Linked DNA regions of Oryctolagus cuniculus: region 1 is linked to region 2. A link is a contact called in public Hi-C data. All regions are on one chromosome and are shown on one strand. Each heading gives the region's core, a stretch centred on a gene start, on an enhancer-like site or on the middle of the called end of the contact. The rest is flanking DNA. Distances are from core to core; before and after follow the strand shown. Region 1 has its middle 66 kb from the start of TRNAF-GAA. Region 2 has its middle 250 kb from the start of TRNAF-GAA.

Evidence for each region. A called contact is a pair of places that touch in the nucleus more often than the background predicts.
Region 1: a Hi-C map of embryonic fibroblasts shows a contact between it and region 2, with 4 times the contacts expected there. The contact joins two enhancer-like sites. A contact is called at or near these places in 2 of 6 Hi-C or Micro-C datasets (embryonic fibroblasts and skin fibroblasts).

What each region holds. Positions count from the first base shown.
Region 1 is chr8:40,627,638-40,630,519 of mOryCun1.1, forward strand. No RefSeq gene overlaps it. Among named protein-coding and RNA genes, the nearest start is that of TRNAF-GAA, 66 kb to the right of the region's middle. Within about 2 kb of position 1,629, at least 1 of the 8 cell types and tissues checked has an H3K27ac peak or open chromatin away from gene starts, as enhancers often do.
Region 2 is chr8:40,442,717-40,445,416 of mOryCun1.1, forward strand. No RefSeq gene overlaps it. Among named protein-coding and RNA genes, the nearest start is that of TRNAF-GAA, 250 kb to the right of the region's middle. Within about 2 kb of position 1,290, at least 1 of the 8 cell types and tissues checked has an H3K27ac peak or open chromatin away from gene starts, as enhancers often do.

The DNA.
Region 1 (2,882 bases), core at 379-2,878, 190 kb after region 2:
CATATGTATTTTATTTTCAATTTTAATTTTTAGTTTTTAACAAATTAAATATTTTAAATATATTTCATAGATTTAATTCTTAGAATATGAGATATTCATTCCTCTCCCCTTTCTCCCATCCTCCCATCCCCCCCTTTCTTTCTTTCTTTTACTATTTGAGATAATAAAATATATTTTAAATATACATTACAGTACTAAGGCTTAATACTTAATAGTTCATGAAATAATGTTTAACAAGTAAAAAGTAAAAATACCCTAGTCTTGTGGGAATATAGACAATGGCAATAATTGAATGGAAAAGTGACCATTTCATCCATATATATTAAATTTTAACATAACCACAGATCATCAAAGCTATCATAATATAACACTCTTAACAATTGGTTAAGGTATTAAATAAACATATAAAATATAGTTTCACAAAATTGTATTTGCAGCAATATTGATAACACAGGTCTATCTGCCTGCCTTCCTTCCTTCATTCTTTGTTTGTTTGTTTCTTTCTAAATGTTGGCTCCCACATATAAGAGAGAACATGTGGTATTTCTCTTCCTGTGTCTGGCTTATTTCACTCAACATGATGTTATGTGTATATATTTTAAAGGACATATCTACAATAAATGTCAATGATGTATTCGATTTTTACATTATAATTACCTGGAATTTATAATATACATGTGCATAATTTTATAATTTCAAGTAAATTATATTATCAATTATTATAATTAATATCCTCATTTGACAAAACTAGAGTCGCAACTAAGATTTAAAAAGTAGTATGGGTTTCCTTATGCTCAATCTGATGGCCTTTCCACCTAATGGCATTGCTTTATCATCCATCCTTTGTGTTGTCCAAGACATGCATTTTGAGAATGGGCCAGTCTAATTCAGAAACTCTGATTCTCTTTGAATGTGTTGCAATGCATTACTAATGTCTCTTCATATGAAAATCTATCATCATATACAATAATGGATTTCACTAGAAAAAAAACTTAAATAATTAGAATAACAAATCAGTTTACAATGTTTTGAAGAGCATTTATACAAATGTGCAGATTATTTACAATGCTGAAAGTTCTCATGGGGGTATAAGCACTGCCACATGGTTTCAATAGATTGTAGAAAATGAAATCTTTAAGCAAATAATACCTTCGTTATAAAATGAGTGAAATGCCTTCATTATGAAGAGGTTCTCTACATCTTAAGGTGGAATTACTGAACTAGGCACTGATGTGTCTCAACAGCAACAAAAAAATGTACCTTCTACGCATGTTAATTTCCATCAGTAGTGGCTTTCATTCTAAATGGGAGAGGGTCTCCCTTTTCTCAGGTCGGATGTGATACTAAAAAGTGACTCCTCCCCTACTGCTTCGCTCTCAAGTTCAAAAGATTACCAGGTGGCTTATATTAATCCATAGAGTGCAAAGGGTTTTTGCCTCAATTAAATGGTACATTTCCAAATCTATTTGTGTGGGAGACTTTTGCACTGAAGCTCCTAAGTCACATTAAGAGGTGTGACTAGATTACCATTTGCCAATTAAAACTGCACCTTTCCAGCTGTCTGAACAGTGACTCAGAGTGTTAGAATGTGAGTAACATACAAAGGCAAGTAAAAGTTTCATGGTTAGTCAATTCCAATTCATTACATTTCTGTTTTAAGTAGTCATGCAAGCAGAATGTCCATTCATTCCCTGGAGATAACATTACTTCCCTTTGTGATTACTCCAAGTGGCCACTAAAGGTCACTCTTACTCCATATTTTTCAGCCCAGTTATGCAACCTGGACTCAGGTATAAAATCTGTGAACCCTCCACCTCCATCTTTGCAGTAGCAAAGGAAGCACTTGGGATAGGAATTTCAGCAAGTGAGAAGCAGAGTCAGTGTGCCCAACTTGTTTCAAATCCACCTGTAGAAGTGGTTTGACAAGAAATCTCGTGTTGCATCTCTGCACTAACGTATTTCCAGGAAAGTCAACACAATTCATATGAAGTTCATTTCAAAGTCAGTACAGGGCACGTGTGGTGCTCAATGATTATATTTTGCACCAGAATAAAAATGGCTTAAAGTTCAGTAAGCCATGTTGGGAAAATGCATTAAAGATCTCACACCCTTACTGAGTTAAATTATAACTATGCCCTTTTGAAGAAGAATGGGAGGGTTGAAATTGGCACTTGCAAAGAATTCAGGAGCTTAAAAACATCTATAAAAGTAATGGTAATACATGTAGGAGCCATGTCCTATTTGCACATAGATGGATAATTCAGGAAATGTTCATGTTTGAAAGGCTTGTTTTTCTTGGGGATGAGAGCATATTTGATCTAAATGATATCATAGGAAATTCACTTCTAAGAGCCAGTATACATATTTAATATCACTAGCCACCAAGGGCTGGATTGGAAATGGAGCCACAGGGACAAGAACCGACGTCCATGTGGGATGCCAGTGCTGCAGCCAGAAGCTTAGCCTACCCTGCTCAGCACCAGACACTAGAGCTGAATATTGAACCCAGACACTCTGAGACAGGATTCAGACATTCCAAGCAATGTTTTAACTGCTGCACCAAAAGCCAACCCAATTGACTTATTTATGAGACGTTATTTTTTTTCAGTTCTTCTTTTCTATCCCTCTTTACACACACACAGACACACAGCGAGAGAGAGAGAGAGAGAGGGGAGAGAGAGCGCGCACACACCCATGATGGGGTTACAACCTGATAAACTCATAATAATTGAAAATATTGTCGGTTAAAATTGCTCTTGATACATTTAATTTACTAAACCTAAACCTAGCTCAATCTACCTTAAACATGCTCAGAACACATATTCCCCTAGAGTGGGGAAAGATCAACCAACACAAAGCAATTTGATAATAAAATACTGAAG
Region 2 (2,700 bases), core at 40-2,539:
AGTTTCTTAAGGCAGAGATCTGAAATCTGCGAGTCCTTTTTTCTAGAACCACAACTTGGTAAAATGCAGAGCTGCTTGAAGACAGAACCCCTTTCCAAACACCTTGAACTTCATCTACATCTCTATGAATGGCTCAGAATTCCCGTCACTTCTATGAAAAAGCTACAAATACACCTGATCTCTAGAAACACAGTTTGATATCCTGAACAAAATCAATTATTATTTTTTAAATGGGTTTCATTACTACTTTGAGCAGTTTAGACAATGTCTTCATAATTTTTTCCTTCTAAAAATACTCTGAGGGGTGACTATTTGGCTTCATGGTTAAGATACCCGTTAGGACAATTTGCATGTCACATCAGAATGCCTTGGCTCCAGCTCCTTATTTTAGTTCCTTGCTGGTGCAGACCCTGGAAGGCAAATATGAGAGCTTAAGTAATTGGATCCCTGACACCTGTGTAGGAGACCTGGATTGAGCTCTCAGCTCCTTGGCCATTTGCAAGCATTCGGGGTGTGAACCAGCTGATGGCAGATCTTTCACTGTCTCTGTGTGTCTCTCTCTCCATCCCTATGTTTCTCTGCCTCTCAAATAAATAACAAATAAAATTTTATAAACTTACTTTGAAAAAAAAAACACAGTGGAACATTTTCAAGAGGAGCTAGTAGGAAAAAAAAAAAAAAAAACTGCTTCAAATCATACCCAAAGCTCAAATTTCATTTGTAATCTCTTGTTTTCCAACATCTTTGACACAATATTACACAAGCATTTTAAATTAAGGCCTATGCTGCTTGCATATTACATGATATGTTCCAGCAGGATGGGTGACCTTCAATTCACTTTGATCCGTAGTGTGCTGGTCTTTTGAGAATGTTTCCTTTTTCTCCGGATGAGGGGAAGTAGTAATCCAGGTTCTTGGTTGGTATCCCCTGATTCTGCCTCTGTGTCCCGCGTCTCTCCCACCATCACAGCGAGCCCCTTCTAAGGACGTGGAGGGAGACGGCCATCAGCAAGCACTGCTCCGTGCCAGCTGCAGGCCCTGCCCCTCGGCAGCTGTTCTTCATCTTTCCTCTTTTCCCTCTTCCCAGACAGTGAATTCTCTTCCAAAAGATATTTTTCTTTCTTTGCCAAACTTTCCATATGTTAGACTCAAGATTAATTCCCGGAGCCCTGGGGATTTCTGGTTTTAAGCTTTAAAAGTTTGCACAACAGCCCTTTTTCCTCCCTCCCTCCTTTTAACCGATTCAATAAAGAGATCAATCAATCCCTCCCTCCTTCCTCTCTGGCTGTTGCTGGTGATATTCCATGGATGCAATTTGTCCCTCTTCCGTGCTGCAATCTCTAAGTCTCTTGTCTTCCAAACCACTTCATATGCATTTTTTTTTATCTCATGTGTCCTCACAGTGTCTGACAAAAAAAGCAATGAAAAGAGCAAGTGCTAATTTGCTCAAGAAAAACGCAACATTTTGGTGAAGCTTAATTCACCTCTATTGGAGAAAATAAAAGCCAGTATTTTTTCATTTCTCTATGTATCCACTAGATGGCGGGGTCATCCTCCATTTTTATTTTTATGAACTAGAGTCCTAATGGCCAAGGGTTACTACTGTGTAAACTATATTGTGTTATTCCATTTATTTTCCAAGTCTAATCTTCTGATGCTTTGCAGTGTTGTTATAAGTAAGGACTGTGAAAGTGACCATCTGCTAGGGAGAGGCTGTGGCCATGCACCTTGCTGGGAATTATCTTATGATTATTTATCATTATAGGTACATTCACATTATTAAATAAATCATAGTAAAGTTAATTACATGTGATGCAGTTATAGTAATAGGGTCATCAAGAAATAAAATATTATTCTACTAAATATTTGCATTTTATAAAATTGACAAAGAAGCCATAATAAGTTTAAATATTAACTTTGACTGAAGGTTCAGCCATGACTGTAGGACTTTCATTTCTGTTTCCACTCAAAGGTAAAAGAATGAGCCAAACCAGTCTGTGGAGAGGCTAATGCTATTTCTGGATCATATTACCATTCAGCAGAACTTTCTGTTCTTCTCATTTACCAAATGAATTATTTGGATTTTTGCACATATAACTCCTTAAAAGGTTAAGTATTACAAAATGAAATATCTTGATTATATCCATAAGCAGTGGTAAGGTGAGTAATGGTTTGGCTTTCCTGGTAAACGGTACTTAAATACTTTTTTGAAGCTTCCAAAGTGAAAAAAACATTTATTTTACCAATTTTTTTTGTAAAAAAAAAATTAAAGTGCTGCCAGTGTTTCTTAATGTGTAACTTTAGATGCTGAACCATAGAAATATATGCCACTCCCCATCAGAATTTTTATGAATTCGATTGAAATATCTGTTCCAGTGGACTTAAAGCTGTGCCCTGCAAAGTTCTGGGAGCATTAGAGGGGCAACATGGGGCCTCCATATAGGCAGGAGAGTCCAAGTCCACACAGTGTACTCCGTCCTGTCTCAACCAGAACTCTTGGGTATCCATCCTTTTCTCATGCAGGGCCATCCCTGTCTTTGACACAAAGGGCTTTGCTAAAAAACACACGTGAATCACCTGCTGTGATTAATCACACGGCAAGTACAAGTCACTGGAGGTCATATAGAGGAAGAACTCTGTTTTTGCCAATGGTAGAAAAGATGAAAATCTGTTTAATGTGGTAAAAATAAAATCAGATTTT